Linked DNA regions of Mus musculus: regions 2, 3, 4, 5, 6 and 7 are each linked to region 1. Evidence: chromatin contacts called from public HiCAR-type and promoter capture Hi-C data. All regions are on one chromosome and are shown on one strand. The core of a region is the stretch at or near the end of the contact, and the rest is flanking DNA. Distances in the headings are between cores, read along the strand shown.

The links. Promoter capture Hi-C pulls out the DNA fragments that hold promoters and counts their contacts. HiCAR-type assays count read pairs that join an accessible place to other places.
Region 2: a promoter capture Hi-C map of cranial neural crest shows a contact between it and region 1. The contact joins the promoter of Frem1 here to the promoter of Mpdz in region 1. A contact is called at or near these places in 1 of 39 promoter capture datasets (cranial neural crest) and 1 of 115 datasets of contacts at active chromatin or transcription factors (astrocytes).
Region 3: a promoter capture Hi-C map of hippocampal neurons shows a contact between it and region 1, with 5 times the contacts expected there. The contact joins the enhancer-like site here to the promoter of Mpdz in region 1. A contact is called at or near these places in 7 of 39 promoter capture datasets (the HPC-7 cell line, cranial neural crest, hippocampal neurons and 3 more).
Region 4: a contact with region 1 is called in a promoter capture Hi-C map of hippocampal neurons, with 10 times the contacts expected there. The contact joins the enhancer-like site here to the promoter of Mpdz in region 1. A contact is called at or near these places in 9 of 39 promoter capture datasets (the 3T3-L1 cell line, cranial neural crest, embryonic stem cells and 5 more), 1 of 115 datasets of contacts at active chromatin or transcription factors (embryonic forebrain) and 2 of 9 other capture datasets (adipose tissue and embryonic stem cells).
Region 5: a promoter capture Hi-C map of embryonic stem cells shows a contact between it and region 1, with 4 times the contacts expected there. The contact joins the promoter of Cer1 here to the promoter of Mpdz in region 1. A contact is called at or near these places in 14 of 39 promoter capture datasets (the 3T3-L1 cell line, 3T3-L1-derived adipocytes, the C10 cell line and 9 more).
Region 6: a contact with region 1 is called in a HiCAR-type map of astrocytes, with 6 times the contacts expected there. The contact joins the promoter of Zdhhc21 here to the promoter of Mpdz in region 1. A contact is called at or near these places in 5 of 39 promoter capture datasets (the 3T3-L1 cell line, cranial neural crest, embryonic stem cells and 1 more), 3 of 115 datasets of contacts at active chromatin or transcription factors (astrocytes, embryonic forebrain and stem cell-derived neural progenitor cells) and 2 of 9 other capture datasets (adipose tissue and embryonic stem cells).
Region 7: a promoter capture Hi-C map of liver shows a contact between it and region 1, with 7 times the contacts expected there. The contact joins the enhancer-like site here to the promoter of Mpdz in region 1. A contact is called at or near these places in 5 of 39 promoter capture datasets (the C10 cell line, embryonic stem cells, hippocampal neurons and 1 more).

What each region holds. Positions count from the first base shown.
Region 1 is chr4:81,440,880-81,444,657 of GRCm38.p6, forward strand. It overlaps Mpdz (multiple PDZ domain crumbs cell polarity complex component), which reads right to left and starts at 1,936. Exons shown (of 47, transcript NM_010820.3): 1 at 1,757-1,936.
Region 2 is chr4:83,050,340-83,054,117 of GRCm38.p6, forward strand. It overlaps Frem1 (Fras1 related extracellular matrix protein 1), which reads right to left and starts at 1,827. Exons shown (of 37, transcript NM_001198811.2): 1 at 1,562-1,827.
Region 3 is chr4:82,989,198-82,992,975 of GRCm38.p6, forward strand. Frem1 (Fras1 related extracellular matrix protein 1) reads right to left here. Exons shown (of 37, transcript NM_001198811.2): 12 at 3,605-3,695; 13 at 2,210-2,377; 14 at 1-66. Among named protein-coding and RNA genes, the nearest start is that of Frem1, 61 kb to the right of the region's middle. Within about 2 kb of position 1,969, at least 5 of the 459 cell types and tissues checked have an H3K27ac peak or open chromatin away from gene starts, as enhancers often do. A contact at or near this core is called in hippocampal neurons, where this site is marked.
Region 4 is chr4:82,932,394-82,936,171 of GRCm38.p6, forward strand. It overlaps Frem1 (Fras1 related extracellular matrix protein 1), which reads right to left. Exons shown (of 37, transcript NM_001198811.2): 26 at 3,579-3,778; 27 at 2,468-2,612. All of the region lies in intron 2 of Gm33260 (a long non-coding RNA gene), which reads left to right. Among named protein-coding and RNA genes, the nearest start is that of Gm33260, 11 kb to the left of the region's middle. Within about 2 kb of position 2,093, at least 58 of the 459 cell types and tissues checked have an H3K27ac peak or open chromatin away from gene starts, as enhancers often do. A contact at or near this core is called in adipose tissue, embryonic forebrain and hippocampal neurons, where this site is marked.
Region 5 is chr4:82,882,983-82,886,760 of GRCm38.p6, forward strand. It overlaps Cer1 (cerberus 1, DAN family BMP antagonist), which reads right to left and starts at 2,169. Exons shown (of 2, transcript NM_009887.2): 1 at 1,595-2,169. The coding sequence starts at 2,101.
Region 6 is chr4:82,857,903-82,861,680 of GRCm38.p6, forward strand. It overlaps Zdhhc21 (zinc finger, DHHC domain containing 21), which reads right to left and starts at 1,771. Exons shown (of 9, transcript NM_026647.4): 1 at 1,588-1,771.
Region 7 is chr4:82,665,755-82,669,532 of GRCm38.p6, forward strand. No RefSeq gene overlaps it. Among named protein-coding and RNA genes, the nearest start is that of Gm11269, 24 kb to the right of the region's middle. Within about 2 kb of position 1,672, at least 2 of the 459 cell types and tissues checked have an H3K27ac peak or open chromatin away from gene starts, as enhancers often do.

The DNA of each region.
Region 1 (3,778 bases), core at 686-3,185:
TATACCCAAGGATAGTTACAACCTAGTTATACCTAAGGCCAAATGTCTATTTTTACAAACCCACTGAAGCCACAAACATCCCTTGGACAATCTAGGAATCTTGGATTAACTAAGAACTCATCTGTTTCTTCATTCTTTAGTGTAGAACTTTCTCTGGGAGATGGGGCATTTACAGTACTTGGAGTCATATCCAGTCCAGTATGTTAACTCTGCCTTAAAGTATCTGATGAAATTCAGAGGATGTTAGCCATATTATAAATGTAAAAAGTGGAGCCAACCTGCAACTCAACTCAGTCAAATCTATGAGGATAGACTTAGGATGTAATCTGCAGAATGGTCTTTCTCTAACTCAGGTCAGTTACCTTTGCAGCAACTCACTGTTGCTCAGAAGGTTCTAGACCACCCCCCCCTCAGTCTTACCTCCAGAACACATATCCAGGATTTCATTTGTAAACCATTTTGCGTACTTTAGTTAAATGTTGAAAGTGCTAACCAGCACTGAATCAATGCAAATTTGCATTTCTGAAATTATCTCTCTAGTACCTTCCAACCTGCAGCAAAGTATGTTGTATAGATAGCCTTTACTCCCTCAAGGTGTTCCCTATTTAAAAAGCATCTGAAATGCAAAGACGCCCGTAGGAATTCAGTAGATCATTTTCTGGGTGACAGAATTTGGAGCACCCTAAAAACAAACTTAACTCCCTCACCAAACCACCATCAGGGTTCTGTGGTAAAATTAGAACGTGGTAAAGGAAGAAAGAAAACCAGAAGAAACTAGAAGAATCCAAGGAAGAAAGGAATGCATGAAAGACACAGCACACATATGCACTATTATCAATATGCTGAAAAAAAGTCCCATCAATTTTTGCTTATTTTTTTTAAATGGGGTGAGGAAGATAAGACAAATTACAGAGCCTTCCTCTATCCATAATAGCCCAGGTGCACTTTTCCAAAACTTTATATTAGAACTTGAAATTAAAAGCGTTCAAAGTTTAGTTTTATTAAAGTTTTAAATGTAATTGCTATTCTGGATTCTATCAGCCTCTAAATCCGTAATAAACTACATTGGATAATTTGATCGTTGTAAAATCTTCATCATCTCTTAACAAGTTCTACATGCAAAAACCTCCCAAACCCCTAGGACCAATCCCCCCCACACACCCTGTTCCCAGATCATTAATTTATGAAGGGCATCCTAAACGAGGGTCTATGGACACACAAAGGTGATGTCAACTGCACAGCTGTCCTACAGCACAGGATGAGGTGGCCTGGGCTCAGTTCTCAGATTCATCCCCTCAGGACACTAAAACAATACTGAGAGGAGTTTTCCCTCTGGCTGGTGAAGTCGCGGTCCTCTTATCTGATGCTAGAAGGAAACCCCAACCTTCGCCCGCAGGCCTGCGTATCCTCGGCGTCCTCCCCCCGCAGAGCAGCCCCCTCGCGCCCGCCCCGGCTGCCACCGCCCCCTCCTCCTCCTCCTCCCCGCCGCCAATGACCCGGGAAGGAACTGCCCAGTCCCCGAGTCCCTGGAGAATAAATAGCAGCCCAGAGAGCACCATCGCGCCCCACGAAGCAGGGCTCAGACACAAAGCGCCTCCCGCACGCTCCCCCACCCCCACCAGGCCCGGGCCCTCCCGCACTCCCCGGGCCCGCGCACAGCAACAGGCGCGCAGGCCGCGCGGAGAGCACGGCGGGGAGCGCGCAGCCCGGGAAACTTCCAGAGTCCCGGGGGCAGGGCTCGGGCGGGGCCGCTTACCGGGCTCGGCGGCCTGGCGGGGATTCCCGGGGTGGGCAAAGCGCTCGGCTCCTCTCCGCTGTAGTCGCGGCCCTCGGAGCGCCGTGTGGCGCGAACGCTCACGCGTGGCCGGAGAACCGGAGCCCGCGGCCGGCCAGCCTTGCTGCGCGCGGACCAGCCTCCCGGAGGCCGCGGGGCTGCGGGAAGCCGTGACGCCGGCGGGGCGCGCTGGCCAATCAGGGGCGCGGCCCAGCCGCCGCCGAGATGGAACGACCGGCGCACGGGCCCGGGCCCGCGTGGGTGACGGACAAGCGCGAAGGCGGCGGGGCGTGGGGCAGGCTCCTAAATGTGACTTCCAAAGGAAGTGCCCTTTTTTTAAGTATAGCGTTTCACACATATTGACGCGAGAAATACTTGCACTCCAGTGTTGCTGATATTTTATCAAAAACTTGAATTGGGCTAGGAATGTAGTTTTTGTGTTTTATGCTCCCGGCCCCTGCATTGGTAGTCTCTAGTTGCAGTTCTCCTAGTTCTTGGTGAGGACTGCCCTCTGCATTCGTGGCCTCTTGAGAAACGAGGTGGTCAAGGGAAGTCCTTTTTTGAGAAGTTACTTAGCACATCAAGATGCGTTCTTAGCCTGGTGAGACAATAAAAAGAAAAAAAGCAGCAAACTCCTCCGGGAAAGTGCTCAGAGTTGTCTGCTACTGGGAATTGGGGTGGGAGGGAATGCCCCTTTTCTGTTTTGTGACTTTTACAATTGTCTTTCTGTTGACCTCAGCTCTGGAGTCCCACAGTCTATCCCCAACCCCACACCCATTAAAGAAAATACAGCTCGCTCGCTCTTTTTTCTAAGTCTAATATTAGAGTGAACAATTTAAAACTCTCAGACTTTAAAATACAAGAATTGCGTTGTAATTTTATTTTGTCTAATAAAAAGCGATTTGCGTTTCTCTAACATTTACTAAATATTAAAGGAGGAAGCACGTGAAATGCACAAGAATGAAAGTGTTACCGTTCAATGAAAATTTTTGCTTGCTAATGTGAGTTGATTAAAGTGGATTCAGTGTCTTGGGTGGAGACAACACAGGGCCCAAACCTTCAATTCCCTTGGTTCCGCAAATATGAATCAGCATAGATTTGACATGCAGGAAAATGTGAACTCTGACTGGATGTCTTCAGAATGTGTGGATATGAGTCAGTTCTAGGATTTTTGAAAATGAAGATGTAGTTCGTCTGAGGGACATTTCATCCCATCTTCTCTTCCTCCCACAGTGCATTTGTGGGAATCTGTTCTATCAGGCGTCCCATCTTAAAACCAAACACAAAGGTAAAGAGAAGGGGCTAGGGTTAGGGGTAGGGATGGAGAGGATCTATCCACAGTTCTGTCTCTACCCAGTGTGTTCTTGATCACAGCTGCGCAAGAGACCCTTACTTCTGGGCCTGTCACTGCTCTGACAGTTGTCTTGGTAAGGGCCTTCTACTGCCTAAACTCATGGGGTGTATTTCTCATCTCATAGTTTGTACTGGCTGGTTTTGTGTGTCAACTTGACACAAGCTGAAGTTATCACAGTGAAAGGAGCCTCCCTTGAGGAAATGACTCCATGAGATCCAGCTGTAAGGCATTTATTTTCTCAATTAGTAATCAAGTGGGGAGGACCCATTGTGGGTGGTGTCATCCCTGGGCTGGTAATCCTGGGTTCTATACGAAAGCAAGCTGAGCAATCCAGGGGAAGCAAGCCAGTAAGTATCATGCCTCCATGCCCTCTGCATCAGCTCCTGCTTCCTGACCTGCTTGAGTTCCAGTCCTGACTTCCTTTGGTCATGAACAGCAAAGTCTAAACTGAATAAATCCTTTCCACTACAACTTGCTCCTTGGTCATGATGTTTTGTGCAGGAATCGAAACCGTGACTAAGACATAGTTTATGTTTTCTCATGCATTCACAGAGGCTGTAGAGACTCCTAAGCAAGAGCTAGACTTCGAAGCTTCCTTGTTTTCAAGTAGATCTGCAGGTCCTGGGGCATCCCTGTCTTTGCCATCTTTG
Region 2 (3,778 bases), core at 577-3,076, 1.6 Mb after region 1:
CAGCCTCACAGTATCACAGCATCCCCAGGGGGTGAATAGCACCCCCAGAAGGAAAGTTTCCAAGACCACCCTAGCTTAGCTGTGAGGCTGCAGGCAGGCTGTACAGCCCAACACCTAAGAATGTGGTATCCCATGACCCACACACAAATCACTTCACTCATGGCAACGGAGAGGTAGACCAAGGGGAAAGGAGGTGAGAAATCTGGTTAGAAAGCCCGGGCTTGACAGGCAAGAACGCAAGTTTAGGTTGCACCCAAGGCCTGTTCAGCATCAGCTTAAGCTCAGGCTTAGTACTTGGACATGAAGTCTGATATTAACCAAGTGCCTGACAAGAACTTAACTGCCGGGAACAGTATGCAGAATGCTGACTCAAGTGCTGTGTCACCTATATCAGATTGACCTGACCAGAGGAGATTCCTGGCCCCATATTGAGTCTAAAAACCTTTGATGGTAGCAGTTAAAAATCTGTCTTCTCACCAAGTTTCAAAGAAGTCAGCCTCTCTCTCTCTCTCTCTCTCTCTCTCTCTCTCTCTCTCTCTCTCTCTCTCTCTCCTCCTAAGAAAGTGTTGCTATCTATGTTCCCCAAGCTAGCCTTGAACTTGTGATCCTCCTGCAGACGAATGACCCAACTAGCCTAGATCCTATCTTCATTAAGTTTTGAGGATCCAGAATGAAGAGTAAGTCCTTTTATCCCGTGGACAGGCACACGGAGATGCTAACAGGAAACTTCTCAAGCTTTGGAAGATCCAGGAAGGTCGTGATCTTGCAGAGCCGAAGCTTGAGGAGCAGCTGGGTCTCCCCTTGGGTCTGCAAAGCAGCCCTGAAAAGGTTAATCTCTCCAGCAACATTCCCTCCCACCCACAAACACTAACTAGCCCTGGAGATGCTCTAAGCTGTGTAACGTCCATCATTCATCAGCACCGAATGCTAGAGTAAACAAAACAAAACAGAACCCAGAAACTAAAGCTAAATGGCTTGAGAGCGATTTCTGTGACCCGAAAGGAAACTGCCCCCCAATTATTTACTTACTGCAACACTGAAGCCTCTGGACCACAGCTCAGCCTAAACACCAAGCGAACCTCAGAACAATGACTCTTTGCCTTTCCTCGCTACAAACCAAGGCTCACACTTTAAAACAGCGAATGTAATTAGGCCCTGCAAAGGTTCCCAGAGACCACCCATGCTCTAGATCTTTAGACCCTCGGGATATTATCTGTCCTGTTAATTTTACCTCTTCTCTTTTTGCCATTTCCTTTAGCTAAGAGAAAATAAATATTCTAACTTCAGGGAAATTTTCACAGAAATGTAAAGCGGTTATTCCCTTGATGAGTGCCCCTGCGGGTGGAATCAGAAGTTATGTGGAGGCAGGGAGGCCAATTCCATCCCTGGTATTTGGTTTGGTAACATGCAAGCGCCGGCCTTCTGAGTTAACAGATTTAAAGTTTTGCAAGCTGCCAGGCAGCCTTCTCTCACTGCCGCTCACAGCTGCCCACCTCTGGGACACTTTGCTAACAGAGCCTTCACAGCTGAGAGCCAACAACCGCGGGAAGCAGGTACTTACAGTTCCTGGTTTTCTTTCCGAGCCAAGGGCTGGCCACCCTTGGAAGTAGAGGGCTGGATGCTAACCTGGTAACAGCCTTAAAGAGTTGTCAGAGGAAGAGGAAGCTAAAACATCCCATCCAAGGAGGAGAGCTGAAATTCCAGTCGTTCTAGTCAGCTGAGTTTAGGCTTTGTTTGTGCTAAAAATCCTTTAACCCGCACAAACAAATAGGTAGAGAATTGGAGTTCCCAAACACACTGTTTGCAGGTCTCCTCCAATGCCGCTGTGGCGCTGAAAACTTAACTTCCCCAGTGCCAAGTTTCTGGACTCCCCCAGAGAAGGGCGTGTTAAGGAAGGCGTGGCAAGGATGCCTGCAACTGTTTGCAGGGAGCCCGACCTCCCTGGCGGGGAGCCTCAGCTCCCATCCCTTCTGCTGGTTGGTCAGCGGGGACAAAACTGAGCCTTTGTTAATAGGTCGGGTGCTTTCTTCCCAGCTTCCTTCCTCAGTATTAACACTGGCTGAGCTGAGGCAGTCTCTCCCGACAGCAGCACACACACACACACACACACACACACACACACACACACACACACACACACAGAGGCAGGGATTCACTCTGACACCCGTGCACAAAGCCTCTTGCTGCACGAACACGTACACACACCGACTCTGCAAACACACCTTTCCTTGCGCCCTTTTTTCATGGAAGCGGCCCCAGCTCCAAAAGGTCCATATTCACATTCAGAGGTCACACTCAGCTTTGAGAAGGGGTGGGGGAGGGGGCTGGCCCTCTTGAACTTTTCTCATACTCTTTAAAGGAAAAGACGCAAGAATGAATCTAGACTCTACGAGTCTAACTTGTAATAGAAACCACTTAGCTCTTCATTTATGAAGTATTTCATCTGTCTGTCAGTTCAGGTCTGCATCAAGAGATACCCTCTTGATAATGATTCTTTTGGCTAGTTGCTTAACAACTGTATAAGATACTGCTTCCCTCTATTTTATTTCTACCAGAAGGAAAAGCAGTCTCAAGCAGCCATCCTTGAGAAGTTGGAGCAGGACCTCGCTAGGGGAAACAGCATGAGGAGACTTGTTGAAAACTTAGCCCAAAGCGCAGGGGAATGCAAACCCAAAAGACTCAACACAAGGGGTGGTTTGAGGATGGGGGTAGGGAGACAAGAGAGGGTATGGGAAAGAACGGACACGAGGCACATGAGATATATGATCCACAAGGCAATCATGAACCGCGCTGTTTATTATGACAGAATAGATCGGTCCAATTCCACATGGATGTTCTGACAACACTACCAGTCTTCCCAAGTTGGGAAGCAGGGTAGAAAAGAAGGAGGAAATTACAGAGCAGAAGGGCAAGGGAGGGATAGGGAAGGCCAATAAAGAGGAAAAGAATTTTAAAATTTAGCAATTCTTTTGCTTTGTAAACCATGCTTTGTAGAGACTTCCTTAACGCAGGTGCAGCGCACACTTGGCAGGAAGTCGCTGAGATCCTTCAAGACGCCTTTGCTTCCACTGCAGTGCGGTGAGTGTGGGTGGGGAGAACTTGAGGAGTAAGCAGGCTCCTTATAATGAGCGCTAGCCAGGCACAGGCCTTTAATCCCAGCACTCGGGAGGCAGAGGCAGGCGAATTTCTGAGTTTGAGGCCAGCCTGGTCTACAGTGAGTACCAGGACAGCCAGGGCTACACAGAGAAACCCTGTCTCAGAAAAAAAAAAAAAGAAGAAGAAAGCCATAAGGTTAGCGCTATGAACAGACACAAGTACAATGCAAAAGCAAATACAAGGTAATAAATATAAACAAATCTAATATGAAATACAAATACAAAGTAGTAAACAAAAACAAGACAAAAACAAAATCAAAGCAATATACCTAAACACAATACAAAAAAAAAATACAAATACAAGGTAATAAACACAAATACAATACAAAAACATGGTAATAAACATGAACAAATACAAAACAATGCAAAATACCACGACAAATACACTGTAATAAACATAAATACAAAAACAAATGCAAGATAATAAACATGAAAAAATGCAAGCACAGAAACAAGGTAGCACACGTATGCTCACGGAAAGGGCAGGAAGGCAGGCCACCGTGGTGATGGAGAAGGAGCATGGCAGGTTACTCTTGGAAAGTTTCCAGGTTGTGAAGAGCTCACCACCAGAAGAAATGAAGACCGGTTTAGATGCTAATGGTTGAGATGCAGAACCCACTTGG
Region 3 (3,778 bases), core at 719-3,218, 1.5 Mb after region 1:
CAAAATGTGCTCTGTGCTGATGGTGCACTGACCGCCCTCGACCACTCTCAGGGTGTTGGTGAATACCTAGAAAGAAGGAAGGAGACATTCAAGACCTTGTTCCATGAGGTATCCCTGAACACAGAGGTCATTGGATCCCTAGAAAGCATCCGGTACCATCTTCAAGGGCCAAGTAACTTAAGCATGTTTCTAAGGAGATTGATCCACAGCTGCATAAATTGTCTAAAATCATTTTAATTGAATTTCATTTTCCATTCCAAGTGTTGACACATACAGACACCAAGACAGACCCCTAACTTGGAAGTGCACGTGCTTCAAGTGTCTCGGAGCCTCTGTAGCAGAATCAGCAAAGGGGACAGAGCCACGAGGAACTGAGGGAATAACGCCCAGCTTCATTCACTCAACCTTTGCCAAGTGCCTCTAAAGGAAAGGATCCACCTCTCTCGATTTTTAACCCTAAAAATTCTTTAGAACTTGGGAAATTGATGAGGACTCCACTCTGTTTTGCAGTGAGAACTGGGAAACTGACGGCAAGAGAGTTACATCCATGAGACTATTTCTTTTACAGTAAGTTCAAATATTAAAAGTCTGAGGCTTCATAAGGAGCACTTTGGAGTCTCCAGGTTTGCATGGTGTCAACATGCCCTAATGATTGCTGTCAACGCGGTTTCATATTGTACTAACTCAGTTTCTAATACTCTCGGTTCTTTGAAGCACTATTTCATTCGTCCCTCGCCTGTAAACGAGAAGTGAGTGTCCACCATAGCCCGAAGACCTCCATCTTCTCTCAAATGAAGGTAACTCTTCAATCTGCCTCATAATTTCCTCACAAAGAGCATATTTCTTTGAGGTTAGGCTGTTTTGTTTTCTCAGCAAGTGTTATAGGGAAAGCTTTGGTTTGGTTCAGGATCTAAAACGTGTGAATGGAAAAGGAAGGTCTAACTGAAATCTAACCACGTTCATTCCACAGCTACTCTGACTTATTTTCACAAGAGTTAGGTCAGGTCCCCAGCAGGGAAGGAGCCCCAGATGGAGTTAATGTAGATGTCATAGCTGCAGCTCGTCAACACTTCTTCAAACACAGATTGCAAGCTTGAAATCTTGAGAGATTGGGCTGTTGTCACAGTGAGTGTAGTGCCTTGGTGGGGACTCTGCAACTTAACAGTGCAACCTGCCTTGTATCCATGGTACCTGTGGCTAAGTGCTGGGAGAGCTCTATATTTTCCAGAGAAACCCCAAGTCAGCCTTCTTAAGAAACCTCCTGACTCTTCAAGGTTCACAACTTAAGAAATATTATTTATACTTGTTATTATATTATTTATGATATTATATTATAAATATAATAATATTATTTAGACCCATCAAGCGATTTTTGCACATTAAATAAGTACCTTCCCTTGGGCCTTACAAGAAGCAGTATGTTGGCTGACCCGAGGCAGGTACAGCAGTGCTGGACAACCAGGAGAGAGAGCGTCAGGGTTGGCTATATTCTCATAGGTAGATAACAGGGAAATTCACCCTTTTCCTTGGAAAAAAGCTAGGAGTGCCTCTAGTCCCCTGGTCTGTAACAAATGGGGGATAGTGGCCCTTTGTCTTTCCACTTTTAAGGGGGAAAATTCCAATAACAGTCATACTAATCAAGTATAGTAGTCTGAAGTGTGTGTGTGTGTGTGTGTGTGTGTGTGTGTGTGTCTCACATTAGGGGGTGGGTGTTCAAAAAAAGATCTCTCAAAGTAAAACAGCCTCAGAGAAGACATAGTAGGTAGCAAGGTTTTTATAGTTTGGTTGTAAGAAAAACCAAGGCTTCTTAAGACTTCCATGAACACTGAGCAGTGGCACTGGGTAAGAAGAAAGGGTAGCCATCCTACTTCATTTTGGGAAATTAAAAAGCTTCTTTGGAACACACAGCAGCATAGCTGGCCTGCAGTGAGAGCAAATAGGTTCTTCTGGTTGCTAAGAGACTCATCATTTAATCTCCTTCTCCTGATCAACAGCCGGAGCTCAGCAGAATGAAAGAGGTTTTGACAGGCTTTGAAAACAATGCCAAATTCAACACTGAAAAATTCTCACCTTTCAGATAGGAAGTCCCACGAGAAAAAGAGTCTCCCACCCACACCCACCCCTTTTTAATCTATACTGCAGCTAGAGAATGAAAACATTACTCTTTCTCTCTCACTGCTTCTGGCCCACCATGTCAAACACCGCATACCTCGGGAACCTGGTTGTCCACTGGGAGAACTGTGATGTTGAAGCAGATTCCATGCAAAGCACCTCCATGCTGGTTACTGACAGACACTGTGAACTGCACATGTCGAGGGGAGGGGCCTATATCTTGCATGGGTGGCATGTAGGCCACTTTCATATGGTTCACGGCATGCTGTGAAGCAAATTGAGATGAACACGTGTGCTGATTTGCAGAGATCAGAATCAAGCCCTCCAACAATGTTAATTGATATGGAACATGATAAACATCACTGTAGATGGAAAGATTCCCAAGGCTCTATTCTGTAAGGCACATTGCCTACACATAAGAGGAAATGGATGAAGTCAGAAAGTATATCAAATGATGGAGTCCAAGAACCTCTGCAAATGTAAGCTCAGACTTTACCCTATTCTGCCCTGCAGTTCTATACTAATACAAGCTGTGTGCGCCTGCTATGCCCCTGTTTGCATATTACTAAAGTTGGTGAAACAGTAGCACTTAGCACATTTACAACTTGTAATTGTGAAGAAACCAGACGTAATTAGCCCCAAACCACAGATGTCTGATGCCTGAACATTCATATACCAGACTCGTATTGGGTGTGCAGAGGAGGAGAGCTCACTGGACGAAGCAGGGGGATGCTGAAGGATTTGGGAGAGTGGTTAAGTATTATGGAATGAGCTGCATCCCCAGAAAATGACATACTAAACTTGGAATTGTGAATGTATTTAGACATAGGGCCATTACAGATGCATGTAGGGGGGAATTTTTGAGTAATGTGGGTCCTCAATCCAATACAACTGGACCCCTTGTAAGAGGAAGAGACAGATGGGGGAGCCTTGACTGACAGAAGGCAAAGCTGAACATGATGTAGCTACAAGCCTGGGAATATATTAAAAAAAAACTGCTAACGAAGCACTAGATGCTAAAACACACGGAGGGAGAGATGTCTACAGGGCTCAGAAGAATACAACCAGCCAATGCGACAATCTCCACACCTCCATCTTCCAGAGGTACAGGGAAAACAGGGCCTCTATTCTGAACTACAAAGTGTATGGTATTTTGTTATGGCCACAGTGGGAAACTAACACAGTAGACAAAAGCATGGCCTGCATAAGACACTAGACATACCCATGGGTCCTGAAGTCAGTGTCCTGTCACTGGCAAAATGATGCAAAGCTTATGGATTTACAAGAAATTTTTAAATTACATTCAACTTGATGACACCTTTCAAACAGATGTTATATATTTATCAGATGTGCTCAAGCACAAGGATAAAGACAGGAGAAACTGTGGCAGAAGTGACTGGGTAGCAGCTCAGACACAGCACTGCGTACCACACACCTACTCAGAAGGTAAATTACATATCGTGTTAGCCAATATTTTTACAAATTTTCATACCTGAGTAAATGAACTTAGCCCTGGGGCTGTCGGATTTTTGGTTAGCTTTGGTATGCTGTCCACCATGAATAGCTTCCCAGCATCCAAGTGTCTAAGAAAAATGCAGACCACATGAGCTTATTTTTTTTTTTCAGCTAAGAAAAATGAAATCAAATCACCCACCATTGCTGGGAG
Region 4 (3,778 bases), core at 843-3,342, 1.5 Mb after region 1:
TTGTGTGTGTAAGTAGGCTCTGACTGGTTGTTTTGTGACGACAAAACACTATTTAGAATTTTGTTTGTTTATTTGTTTTAAAGCCTCCCTCTCTTGTCCCCTTAGTGTGCGTGTGCGTGTGTGTGTTCAGAAGACAGCTCTTAAGAGTTGGATACGGGGGCAGGGGGTGTATGTTGGGGATTTAGCTCAGTGATAAAGCATTTGCCTAGCAAGCGCAAGGCTCTGGGTTCAATCCTCAACTCTGGGAAAAAAAAATTTAAATTAAAAAAAAATAAAAAAGAGTTGGATAGGGAAGTAAACTCAGGTGTTCCGGGCTAAACCCGCACCCTGTTTGTTATCAGAAAAATGTGTGTTTAGTTTCAGGAAAGAAAACCAAACCAAAATCCGTGTCTGCTTGGGCACAACTATTCCGCTCAAATACCGAGACAACGCAGAGCAATGTTTACTTCCATGAGCCCCCTCAAAAGGAAGTAACAGACAGGATGCTGGGCCCAAATCTGAGTTATTTTTGAATTATCTGTCCGCGGGCATCTTTCTTCACGGGTTTGAGCCATCTCCAGATGATAGCGTCATCTCCAGCATGAGCCTATGGAAAGAGATCTCTGTACAAGGATGCCTATGCCAATCTCAACCAGTCTCCTCAGAAGCCATAGCGCTGTTAACCACGTGATAATGACTCGACTGTGACTAACAACAAGGCTTGTAAAGGGTTCAAGTGTGGCGAAAGCTAGTATCATTGCTGGGGGTAAATTCTGTCACTCACACCATGCTGGCTGGCTTGCGGAGGGCCAAAGGTTTGTACTCACTCAGGGGCAGAACTGAGCAACACTGCATTTCAGTAGAACCATTTTTAAACGACTATAAGGCTGAGTGAAGTCAATTTGTTAACAGTTTTAGAATGTAGTCAACTATTTTTCTTGAAAATAACGTCTTTTCTTTTCTTTTCTTTTCTTCCTTTCTTTCCTTCTTCTTCTTCTTCTTCTTCCTCTTCCTCTTCCTTCTTCCTTCTTCCTTCTTCCTTCTTCCTTCTTCCTTCTTCCTTCTTCTTCTTCTTCTTCTTCTTCTTCTTCTTCTTCTTCTTCTTCTTCTTCTTCTTCTCTTCTTCTTCTTCTTCTCCTTCTCCTTCTTCTTCTTTTCTCTTAAGGTAAGTTATCGCTATCTAATCTTTAGCCCGTGATCTCCAGGAATCAGTTCCCTTAGGCAGAGGCAGTTTAATGGGTGTTTATAGCTTCAGGATTTTAAGTCCAGATACCTGGTCTTCCTTGTTCGTACCTGATCCCTAACACCCAGTGCTGTGCGCCTGGCATATGGTAACCACGGGACCAACATCGTCTGTGGGGTTATTTAATAAACCAGGCTGAGGGACTGCACTTGAACAGGCAAAAGAAGCCGCATCAGAACGCATTTCTGAGACAGGATGTCTGGGTTTGCTAGCAATGGCTGTAGCACTCTCTGGTGGCGAGTGGTGAAACTACACTACAGAATGAGGACACGGAAAATCCAGCCCTGAGAACATTTTCTCAGTTTCTCTTCCCGTTCACAATTCGACATAGAGGGAGCATAGTAGGGCTGTGCTCGTTTATGCTATTATTTATGTCTTGGATATGGTGAACACAAAATTTAGAACGAATTAAATGTTCTCTGAGGCGTCTGGGAAAGGCAGTAAATAACGAAAACGAATGCAGCAGGAGAAATGGACGGATGGACCTCATTGTGACCATCTGTCAGCCAGTAAATTATTCAAGGTCTATATCCAGAAGCATCTGGGAAGGAGGCACAGTCACTGAAATTATCCTGCTCTGTTAATCTTGTTAATATCACAGATTTGTTCTTGTTATGGCCACTATCCTACATCATATATATTTGTGTTTATAAATATCACTTAATATCCCCTCTACTCTATTTTTGTTTATACTATCTTCTTCTTGCCTATAAGGCTTGTTAACTTACAGAGGCAAGTGTTTTCTTTCTTTCTTTTTTGTAAGAAAGAATATATTTGGCTGCTTCTTTCTACTTCATCCCACCCCCACCTCCGTCCCCACCCACCATGGCTCAGAAGCCAGTCGTGACTAACACAGTCCTAGAGTGACCTCTGGCTGCAATACGAACACACACAGGCTTTGAGCTCAGTCCTGAAAGGCCTCCAACAGTCACTTCCCAGGGTGTGAAAGGCGATGCATTTACAACCGTGATAAAAAGGGTGCTGTTTGCTGAGCCTTTTAGTGCCTTTATAATCTGGGAACTACTGGTTTCTCCATCATCTAGAAATGATACAACAGAAATCCCCTCTCCAAAATAAATTGCATGAGCCTATGAAATAGTCCATCAATTTACCCTATTAATTGTAAAGGTTTACCCTGTAAACATTTACCCTATAAACAGTGAAAGACCTGGTATGGAAAAGATTATTTCACGTTCTTAATCGGATAAACGTGACATGCAGAGCCAGTGAATAATGGAAAGTTACCTCTGGGGAGTGGCAGTGTTCCCTGTGGGGTCCATGGCCTGAAATTCCAGGATATCGGAAGTCACTTGCAAAGAAGGGTTTATGATGTAAAGGATGGTCTTATGGCTTAAGTCCTTCTGGCTAAATCGCTCGTGGATGAATTCACCTACAAGCAAGAAATAGATGGATCTCTCATGGATAATCAAATCAAACATCACTTGAGAATTAAAAAACCACACAGCTGTTTTGTTTCAAACAGATTTAAGGAATAGAGTGCCGGGCTGGGGGTTCTATTCAGGCGGTAGTACTTGCCTAGCATGCATAGAACACACCCAAAACCCTGTATGGAGGCATACACCTGGAACGCTAACACTTGAAATAAAGAGAAAGGATGATCCAAAGTTAAAGGCTGTGTTCTACTACATATCAAATTTGAGGCCAGCCGCTACCTGAGACCTTGTTTTAAAGAGAGAGAAAAAAAAGCCAAAGTCCATTTAAAGAAAATTAGCATTGTTGCACCCATGCTCAGATACAAATAAGATTGACTCAAATTCCTCTTTAAGTTTGCTTTGCTTTGGAGATACTTGCCTTATAATCCTAAACTAAAGAGAAAGGGAATGGGGAGTTAATAAAACCTGTCGCCTCTGCCATCCTGTTTAATGAGTTGTTGTGATCATTGCCTTCCTGAAGCAGAGCTAATATAAAATTTAGCAAAGCTATTAGGGGAAAAACCATATTTTTAAAAAAGCAGATGATATAATTGGGGATTCATACTAGGAGAAAGAAATTAATCTCAAATATCAATCTCACCCTGGCACTGTGTTCTGAATAAAACACAACATGAAAATAAAACAAAATAACAAGTCAGTGAAGAGTTCAGCTACTGTGTGTCAGGAGCTGTTTCTCCTTATGAAGATGAATTTAGAAGATTCAGCTTCAAACCCCTATTAGCAACAACATTGATTTATAAACTGAGTCTATCAGCAAGCCCTAGGGAGCACTCACCAAACGGGCCTACCTACACTTACCTGAGTTCCTCTTTAGCTCTGCCAGCAACTAGTAGTTTAAAATGAGGACTTACAAGGACTGAGATGGAAAGTACACCCGCCCCCCCAAAAAAGATGGAAAGTACCTGTTGTTGTGTTCTCCAGACGTCCGTACAATGGGCCTCGTAAAATCTTAAAGATGATCTGGTCATCCTCTGTGTCAGGGTCTGATGCCTTCAGCACACGGGAAGTGATGTAAATCCCATAGCAGCCATTTTTCAAGAGCCCCACTTGAGTAGGGGAGTGCAAGTGTGTGATACGGGGCGCTGCCTTGTCCAGCTGATCC
Region 5 (3,778 bases), core at 919-3,418, 1.4 Mb after region 1:
TTTAGAATAAAGTGCTCTAAACTCTCCACTTTGGGACGAATTTTGTGATATCTAAGAGATGATGTTTGTTAGGGACAAGGCCACCACAAAAAAACTTCCTTTTTACTGAGTTACTTATCAGTTAACCTCTTAAAAGCCTTAAGTTAACATGAAAAACCTCCCACTAAAAACAGCATACTTAAAAAAAATCTAATTCTAATCTAAAGTATCTCATCTAATTGAATATAACCAAATGGAGTCAAGAAGCCATAATGGCAGCTTTCTTATTTAACCACCACATCTTATCTTTCTGTTACCCATAGTGCATTGCACACAGCAGCTTCTCAATAAATACTGGTCCGTTAATCAGCAAAGACCAGAGAGCAGGAGTTGAATTCTGTCCTATTTCGCTTGAGCTGTGCAGCGTTCAGCACTCTAAGTGGCAGAATCGCGATGCATACACCACCTTTACCACCTTCTCAGAACCCCATACACCCAGTCTTATGTGACTCAAACTCAAAATATGACTCAAACTCCTTAATTTTAATCTAATTAGCAATAGAATTTAAAAGTAAGAATTTCAAAGGAAACTTGATTGCCTGAGTCTTAGGAGCAATTTTCTAATTCCACATGGTCCAGCAAAGTGGATATTACTTGATGACTGACCCGTCATTGCTACACAGGCAATTGCCTTAGAATACTGCCGGCTTAATTGGGCAGTGTTACTAGACTGTAAAATTTTAGTCTCTCCCGCACTGTTTCTGGTTCTGTTTCTTCTTGACGCAGTTTCTTTATTTTATTTTAGCATTTGGAAAGTAGGTGTTGTCAGGAAGGAAAGAGAAGTAGAATGTTCCTCTGTCTAATCATGCAGAGCCGATCGCTATAAATTAGCCAGCACGTGTTAGGACACGTCAAGGAAATTCCTGATTTCATATTAAGATACTTTTTAAAAACCAATGAGAAACATAACTTCCACTCTAAAGTATGGTTTGCCATCACAATGCCAAGAAATGATAGTGAGAATCTCAACATAGAGTCCCTGCAGGAACATTCTAAGCATCAAATAGTTTTAGCAACAATTAAAGAAAGCTCTCCTGAACCTGTAAAGTAATAAGCTGAGTAGCAGAGATGCATGCTGGGGTATCCCGGGAGATGTCCAACCTAGCCCCCCTCACCTCCAGTTGGATTTGCTTGCTTTACTACCTATCCTCATGAGTATGGAGAGAAGCTACAGGGTAGTTCAGGCAATTGCTCTAAATTCCCAGTTTCCAAACTGGGGACTTAGCCTTGCTTTTCTATATGGATGATACCCACCAAATATATACAAATTCAACAATCTTCTGTGCCTTCAATACGGGGACTACCGATACTGAGCATGCTACCATGCTAGCATGAAGCATTTCCATCATGCCAAGAAACACTGGAGACATGAAAAATAAATGAGGGAAATGTGCTTACATTTGGCCACGTCCCACAATGAATACCCAAAGGACTGAATCTGGAACTAGACAAGGCCCGAGCTCTCGCCAGACTCTTTCTATTTTGCCGTTTGTCCTAGCTGTCCAGCTGTCCTCCCTGTCTGGCAAACTGGTGGTTTACCCTCTAGAATGCATACCTGGTTGAAGGGCACAGTCCTGCAGGTCTCCCAGTGTACTTCGTGGCTTTTGATGGGCAGGATGACTCCCTGGAACGCCGGGCCCTTTCTGAACATGAACCGATGCCAGAACCTCTTGGCTTCCTCCTGTAGAGGTGATCTCTCCACTTTCCTCCCATCTGCTGGCTGAGTCACGGCCTGCATCCCCGATGAGACATGATCGCTTTCCACATCCCTTGGGGGGTAAAATTCGGTCTCAGGTTTCTTCCAGAATCTTCCAAGCCTGGACAGCATCTTCCCTCTCTGCCTCTGGCCTTCCCCAGCCAGGCTGGTGCCCATGAGGTGTGGCACGGCCACAAACAGATCCGGCTTGTCTTCTGCCTCCTCGTGGTTGGCCACGTGGAGATCTCTGCGACCCCTTTCTAGGAGAGGAAAGGATAAAGAGCCCTGACTCTGGCAGCCATCCACACATAGGTCTGCCTTCCCCAGAGGCAAGAGAACAAGCAGCTGAACTAAGAGGAGATGCATGCTTCCTGATTCCCAGAGACTGAGGTTAGATTCACAGATGGACGGGCCTAAAAGAGAGGCTCCCTCTGCACGGCTACAGTCGGGGCATCACATATATGCTACCTGCCTGGTAGCATGGGGAGGCAGGTGGTCAGCAGGTGGGCAAAGCAAACACATTAAGTGTTTGCCCACATTACGTAGTGCTAATGATGTCCTGCCTTCACTTTGGCTCTGTGTGTTTAAGGCCCCAGTGAAAGCCCGAGACCCAGGGGGTAATTAGCTGGTGGTTTAGCTGTTGTCTGAGATTTAGGAGTGGCTGTACTGGCAAAAACAACGTGCTTTTTGTCTGAACTCTTCATGACTGACATTAGAAGAAGAAACAGACTCAGCTCACATTTGCTGCACATCTGCACTGAGTTGGGGTAGAATAGACACGGAATAGGAGAGAGAGAGAGAGAGAGAGAGAGAGAGAGAGGGAGAGGGAGAGAGAGAGAGAGAGAGAGCTAAAGATGTCTGCCACAGCACAGTGGTTAGGAAAGCACATTAGCTTTGTTGGACAGGAGCCTTCTATGCCTTCTCTTGTATCCACATGTGGATTGAAGCTGTTGGTCACAGCTGCCTTAAGGGAATCATTTTGCTTATCCATACAGGGAGACTCACAACTCTAGAGTTAATCCTTTCACATTAGGAAACAAACACTGAGTGCCAAATTTCACAACTGGCCAGAGATCAGTAAACTCTTCCAATTGTTTACAAATTTCTCCACAGGATCCCAAGTGACCTACAATGACATCTCATCAATCAAGGAGGATAATGGGCCCCTCAAACCGCTTTGTCACTATTATTATTTTCTTTAACTTTGAGGCTTGAGAAAGGGGAATACAAACCAGGCCTGATAGATTTGGGGGTGAAGCTGCACCAGTGTGTGTGTGTGGGGGGGTGGTCGGGGTCCTTACCCGACTGAATCCACATCTTCTGCCTTAGTTCCAAGGAACTGGTGATCAAATTCAATAAAGATCAGATTCAATAAACACAACCCTTCAGGGATCAGGGGAGAAAATGGCAATTGAAATTAGCCAAGGGTACAAGAAACCTATCAATAAAGAGAAACCTTGGAGTTCAGGTGTGTCCACCCAAAATGGCCTCCCAATGGGAAACACAACACAGTTGCTTATCTTTCTTCCCCCTTTAATTTAGTCACCACATTCCTTTCTTTTGCTGGCAGAGATAACATGCAACGAATCCTCTTTTGTTTAGTATGCAGATTTCTCCCCACAAGTTCCCCACTGTGAGGTCTTTCCAGGCATTTGTGTTCTTGATTGGCCTTGCTGAGTTCTTTGAGACAAAGCCTTGCTTGAGTTATTTTATAAATTGTGTTTAAGTGGATTATCATTTTACTAAAATTCTAAAACATATATGTTTTACTTGTTTCAGAGGTCCATGGTGACTTTCCTAGTATTCCCTGACAGGCTGCCGACCCATACCGCCAGAACATTGGTGTTCATCATTTATTTTAAATAGTCTCTTTAAAACCTTACCCGATACTTGAATGTCTTAGTTGCCCTCAGCAGTCCAATGCAATCTGCTCTCCAGAGCAGCCATTAAGTCTCCTGGTAATAAATACGGTGTGAAAGCCAACTAGGATACATTTCCTGGTGGCTTAAATCCCGTGGCTGTCAGTCACACAGGGTCTAGCAT
Region 6 (3,778 bases), core at 521-3,020, 1.4 Mb after region 1:
CCAAGTGGACATTTCCCAGAGTTCTTAGTCTCTCTACTACTACATGTGCTTTCCCAATAGAATTCTGAATTACCCATTATGAATTAGAGAAGTCAGGCAGTGGGCACATAAGTGAAAAGGTTATGACCAACTGATTTCTTTTTGTCTGGATCCTAATGGACGTACCGATACGTAGGTACTTAGGTATTTAAATTTTCGTAAGTAAACAAAGCTTGCTTAGACATCAATTTCTCTTAAACATGTACACTGTGTTTATTCTAGCTACAGCTCCTTAAGTATTAACAGAGCTCTCCATAGTTTGAAGACATCTAATATAATTCTGCTGTTTTACAGTCAAATTGAATTCTGGAGGTCTTTCTTTTGTTTTTTTTTTTTTGTTTTGTTTTTTTTTTTTTTTTTTTTTTTTTTGGTCATGAGGTAAATGTTCACCGTGGATCCTCCTCACCATGTCAAAAGGGTGTTAAGTTAAAAGCAGACATTTCCCAGACAGACATGAGAAAGCTTGAAAGATCACCGCTTAGAAAAACGTAGCCTGGCTACCTAGTTGTATAGATGAGAAAATAACACTGGATCCCTGGCCTACCCATGACCCCATAGCTGGATAGTACAGAAACCAAAAGCGAATCTGGCTTTTCTGTCTTCAACTCCAAACTGTATCTGGTTTTTTTTTTTTCCCCCAAATGATTTCATACCACTTCTCCTCTTCAAAAGCCTTACTACTGAGAGGGCACAACTAAGGTGGCAACAGGGTACCCTCTGAACTTTATCCGTGGATCTCAAGCTCTGGAAGAACTTAATGAGATACTGCACCAAACCCTTTCATCTAGGAATGGCACACACTAAGCAGTCATCAAATGGTAACGGCTATCATTATCTTTTACCACAAAGTAGGGAGTGAATTTGGGGTCGGGGGGGGGAGGGTGAGGGGTATGCATATTAGCAGTGGGTGGAGGACCCATTGGACAAGTCTTTTAAACTTACACTTAATTACCCTTATTTGCCCTTATTTTGGGCTGAAACTTTACACTGATTTATGACCCACCCACAATGACCTTGATTTTTACCCAGCCCCTCCTGTACTTTTATGAACTGCTATATTGCAGTATTTTCAAGTAATGACCGGCCAGGTCCTCTTAGCCCTGGAGATACAAACATCTTCCACTGACTCATACGGTATCTTAAAATGTGACCCAAATACATCTCGAGAAAAGACCATAAATTTTAAACGACCAGCGCAGGTTACGTTCAGCGAGTGATTACAGGGAATGGTAACAAGTGCAAAGTGCTGCCATGCGGAAAGCCATTTTCTCAAAACAGCCGGTGCGGCCGGCCGAGGGAGAGGAGGGAGAAGGTCAATGGAGGTGCACGGTTTTCTCCCAGAGGGTCCTCTGCAGCTCCGCACCAGCGACCTCGAAATGAATGAAACGCTCGGTCACGCCGACAGCCCGGGCCCCGGGGGTGCAGGGACGCCAGAGTCCCGGGGAGAACTCGGCGGATTTCTCTCCCCACCCCAGCCCATTCAGGGCCGCGGTCTCCGGGAGGGATGCTGCATGGCAGGTGCGGGACCGCCCGCCGGCCCACACTCACCGCCGCCCGCTCCGCCGCTTTCCACTCGGCTCCGCGCCTCCGCCGCCCAGGCCGGGCCGCAGTCCCCTTCCGCTTCCGGGAGCCGAGGCGCCGGGACCGGCCGAGTGGGTGTCGGCATGCCCGCGCGCCCGCGCGGAGGCACGGCCGCCGTCGCCCTCTCCGCTTCGCGCCCCGGAGCTGCGATGGGAGCCGCCGAGGGCCGAAAGACCTGAAAGCGCTCGCAGCCCAGCGCTGCGCCCGGCCTACCTTCGTCTAACCTACCTGTGCCTCCCCGCCCTGCATCCCGGCCCTGCCCAGGCGGCCGCACACGCGTGTCCCCACACCCTCCCTGCCTAGGACCAGCCTCAGCCTTAAGCAGTGCTCGCTTCCTCCTTCTGTCGGGGAACAGGCCTCTCTCCCCAGTGACAGCTATGGATTTTCCAATGTTACCTTGCTTCAAAATTTAGTCTGCAACATTGACATCTTCTGGGATTCTGGAGAGAATGCAGTCTCAGGCCTGCTCATTCCGTACCTGAATTTTAATTCAGGATCTGGAGGTGACACCTATCAGTGCACCCCAAAGCAGCAGTGTTCATCTTTAGGGCCTTCAGACCCTCTTTTGGGATACCCCAGCCATTGGAGGTTTTTCCAATTCTTGTTGGCAACCTAAATCCGCATTCAAATCATTTTTAAATGCATTTCAGATAATCTCTATAAATTGTCAGCGCTCCAATCAGTGACACCTAGGAAAAAAAATTAATGAACGCAACAGCTCAAATAACCCATCTCCCAATCTAAGCTGTTATCCTCACAAACGCCTGAGATACAATAATATAATATAAATATAATAATATAATATAATATGTTATATTATATATAATATAATAATATAGCTTTTTGCACGTCACTCCTAAATAGTGCCGTGGAAAAGTTTATACTGTATGGAGATAGCTGGTTATGCCTACATGTCCCAGAAGAAGATCATGTGTGGATGGGAGAGGAATTCCCTGCTGTAGGAAGTCTGTACTTCTTGTTGAATGGTATTGAGAGCCTTCCAGAACAAACTGTTCCCGGTGGTACCTGTTACTCAGGTCCTGGGACGACAGCTGTACTAACTCTAAAGTTACCTTCAACTAGCTTGTTCCATTTCCTGACAAATCCCCTTAATTTCATTCCCCTTAAAAAAAAAAAATCTTCTACTTCCCCACTGATAGGGGCAGGATAGGAAGACAAAGAAAACAAGGGAGTGTGGGAAAGGGGGAGGCCTCTCACGCGGAGACCTAGCTTTCCTCCTGGCTGTGTGTCAAGAAACATCAACACAACCACTAAAGCCAAGGCTGTCTCCAAGATAGTGCTCATTCTTCCCTCTACATCTCAAACAACAGTGTCACAGTCACTGTGGCAGCTACTCAGGGCCAGGGTGATTGCAGCCTTGACTTTAACCCTGTTAGCAGTACTCTCTCAACTCTAAATCTAAACAGAAGCCTCATAAAACCACCTGACAATCTTCTTTACAAAAGGGGCGTTCTTTAAGATAAGAGAAATAAGTAAATCATGACTTTCCTTTATTTTTAAACTGTTCTTAGTTCTTAAGCTTTGTAAATTACATCTTTTGAGCAAGTTAACTTAGCTGCAGAATTATATGTGTATGTATACATATATACATATACACATATATGCACATATATGTATATATTGCATATGTGATATATATACCATAAAGACTCCCAGCATAACTGCTCGCTCTTGCTCTTTCTCTCTCTCTCTCTCTCTCTCTCTCTCTCTCTCTCTCTCTCTCTCTCACACACACACACACACACACACACACACACACACAAAGTCACGTCTCAGATGTGTACTATTGTCCTTTCCTCAAGACAGACTGGCTTCCTCTCTTGTGCTTGTGTGTGTGTGTATGTGTGTGTCCTCTGTCCCACAGTCTTACCTGTACTTGGGCTTAAATCTGAAGTTTGTGTTGTCCCTTATCGCTACTTAATAAATTCACTTTGCTCTGACTCATCCTTAGGTTCTTTTCTGAATATATTTCAAGATCTAGCTTTACCTTCCTGAAGATATGAATGACAATGTTGGGTCACATTTCAAACTCAAGACCATCCTCCTGTCTCAGGCTCCCTAGTGGTGAGATTACAAGAGTGTGGCTCTGTGTCTACCTTTTGGACATGATGCTCTCAGTGGTAGCCAGACTTTGAGG
Region 7 (3,778 bases), core at 422-2,921, 1.2 Mb after region 1:
GCTAGCTTTTCTGTGTATTTCATACCAACATGTTATATTGAAGGTTAAAAGAAAACAACTTCTGGGAAGCTAAATATTAAATTTGTACTGGGAATGTCTTGAGGATGCTCCCTGCTTTGTCACATGGCTTCCCCTTTTGTAAGAATCTGTTCCTGGCTAAAATGAGGCAAAAGTCACACTTACTAACTTACTTAAAGACTACACACTGCTCCCTCACTGAGCAACATTCAGGGCACAGGACAGAATAATAAACAGAGCAGAGAACAACGCCACTCTGACTGATAGCATTCACCTCATATCTCCATAGCATTTGGAGATGTATATACGGGTGTAGATATTTTATGAGTACTGTAAATCTTAAGAATAACTCAGTTTAAGCCTTTGTTTTAGATTCTAGGAAGTTCGGAGACAAATGTTCTCGTGGCATAAGTCCTGTTCATGAACTTTGCTCCTGGATTTATCTTGTTATTGTCCCCTGCCCAACTCTCATTGATATCATCATCATTTCTACATACATATTTTGATAACTACTTTCAGCAATTTTTGGAAAAATTTAATAATTTATTACTTAAAGAAATGAATGAATGCATTGATAGATAAATAGATAGATGATAGATGATAGATGATAGATAGATAGATAGATAGATAGAACAACATACATATGTTCCTACATCTTTAATGGTTGCCATGTATTGCTTCCCAAAGGAATCCACCTCTAGACTCAAGAGTGAAAGTACGCCAAAAGCCACCCACTGATTATCAGACACTCACTAAGCACATGCAATGTACCAGATTCCATTCATGGCTAGCAACACATCCTCGGTCTCTGGGATCTTGTGTCTATATGGAACTGTTCTAGTTAGCTCTAATCACTATATCAAAAATACTATGTACTGATGACTATAGCAACAGGAATCTGTGTTTTCAGCTTTTGGAGGCTAGTAATTTAAGTACAGGGTGCCAACCTAGCCAAGGTATGGTGAGGGCACTTTCCTTAACTTGCAGGTGGCAGACCTTTTGCTGTGACCTCATGGCTCAAAGAGAGTGAGAACCAGAAAGAGACAGAGAGACAGTACATGTACACACACACACACACGCACGCACGCACGCACGCACGCACGCACGCACACGCACACACACAGTGGGGGCGGGATGGAGAGGAAGAGAGGTAAATAAGGAGGGAGGGGAAGAGATCTTTCTCTTTTTATAAGGTGACAGTTATTTCGAGTAAATGTTCCACCTGATGACCTCATAAATCCTTAATTACTATCCCAAGATCTTTTCACCAGCACCAGTTACAGGAAGATTAGGACTTTAACATTCAGTCCATAGCACCTGGCACAGTTTCCACCCTCCTTCTCGAACTACTACTTACCCATTTCAGGAAGGAATGACAACTGGAAAATGGAAAAAAATCAAAGATTGGCCTGAGCCAATCACACATGGCTCTTTGTCCTCCTACCTCCCCCTGCCAGCCAGGTGATACCTCAGCTAACGCCACTTATATCTGTGACTTACCAATCTGAACCTTAGGCCTTATAAATCTTTAGATAAATATATCTTCTTTTTGAATTGCCACTCATAGCCAATCTCCTCAGCTATGTCAGTGCATGCTTCACAAGTGACGAAGAAGTTCAGTCAGGAGTCTTAGGGCAGGATTCCTGGCACTCAGGCCTCACCACATGGTCTAAGTGGGAAACCTCTGGTCTGGAAGCCAGGGCAAATCCAGAGAACATGACCCAGTTCAGCCTTGAAGAGCCTAGACTTCCAGACAGGTCCAGAAAGGAATAGTAGGGCCAGGAGGACTTAATTCATGTTTCCAAACTTCAGTTTACAAAAGAATCACCTTAAAACTTGTTTAAGAAATAAGAGGTTCCCAGGCACCATGCCCAGATCAAGTTCAGTTAAGTATGGGGTGGGCTCCGGGCATTTGCTTTGCTTGTAGCATTCCAGGTTGTTCAAATATAAGACTCTACGTGTTGAGAAATGTTGGATTAAAATCACCATGCCACCCAATGTTCTTATTGCTTTGATCAGTGGGGTCTGAGAGACAAAGCATGCCCAGTTACTCCTGGGGGACTCTTCAGGTGTGCATGGTGTGGGGCAAAGGTCACCTCACAGCCCACATAGCCTCAAGCTTCCTAGAGCATCAATTATCATTGCTGATCTAGGGACACATATTATTTATTGAAGCAAAGAAGAAATACAAACCAACAACAAGCTGCCTTGGACTAGACCTCTAGTTAGATACTCTTTCTGCATTCTCTGACTCCAGTGGAGAATCTGAGACTCTCAGTGGGTGGCAGTAAGTGTATCCACTTGCTGTCCTCGTGTAATGTAAGCAAGGTGACATGTGTCTCCTGGAACTGCTGTAGGCATACATAGGATAATGCTGGGTAAACCCAGCCCCCAGTCTGACATTCTAAAATGGTCCATAAATATTCATTTTGCCTCCGTGAGCGAAGCTCCCAGGTTATTAGGAAACTGGCTTTTTGTCTGCAAGATGAAAATTCTCAAAGAACTTACAGAAAATGGTTTTAAGCAACAATCATGCCATGCACATGTTAGTAACAATGGTAGGTAGATGGTGTGTTGAAGTTTATCTGAACATAATGCCTGAGAAAAAATAAATGAGACACGGTACAGGAAGAAGCCCAGCAAGTAGATGTCTTCCCTCTCCTGTGCCCCCATCATTCCCACCTGTTGTGTGGATGATTTTGTGCCTTTTAAATAAATTCCTTGGAAAGCAGAAAATGTCTCTGCAGTCATTTCTTCATTTTATTATTTAACTGAGATTAAAACAATCTGTGAGTAATTTATGTGTGATCGATAAACATAAAGCTACAGAAGAAGCAGAAGACCAACCCAGATCCTCTACTGAGGGCCAGCCACTATGCTAAATTTTTATGTACTTTTTCAGGGCTATTTTATACAAATATAATTTTTTAAATAAAAATAATAGTTATGTAACACCTGACTTTTGTGCTCAGCTTTTATCGTATGAAATGCCACACATTTTAACATGTATGCATGTATTATTTTGTGCACACACATTAAGTGTGTGTGTGTTGGACTTTTTTTTGTTTATTTGGTTGGTTGGTTTTGGGTTTTTTGAGACACAGCTTTCTAGTGCAACAGAGCCCTGGCTGTTCTGAACTCACTCTGTAGACCCGGTTGGCCATGAATTCACAGGGATCTGCCTGCCTCTGCCTCCTGAATGATGGGATTAACAGCATGAGCCACCACTGCCTGGTTTGTGGTTTTTTTGTTTTTTTTTTTTTTTGTTTTTTTTTTTTTTGAGATGACTCTCATAATCTGTAACTAGACTAGCCTGAAACCCATTATATAGCTAGTTATTCTTGCGTTCATAGAAATCCTCCTGCCTCAGCCTCCCCATTGCTAGGATTCCATGTGAGCCACCATGCCACTCCTCTTTCCTGCTTTACCAAGTACTCTACCTTAGTGGATGCCACACTGCTCTCTGCTTTCTAAGTAGCAGCACACTGCACACTATCACTTTTGCATCTCACTAATAAACACTCAGGCTGTTTTTCGTTTAGGTGGATTTACTGCAATTATTGCTACAGTACTACAGGGGATATGAAAATGAATCTCCATACATATGACTATATGTATCTGAAAGTGGATCTATAGTAGCAATTCCTCAAACTGAAATAGGGACCATTCATAACTTAGAAATGAACAATTTTTCCCCAATAAAGTTATCTACTTCATTACTCTCCAAGCAACAATGACTATTAACCAACATTTTCGATGA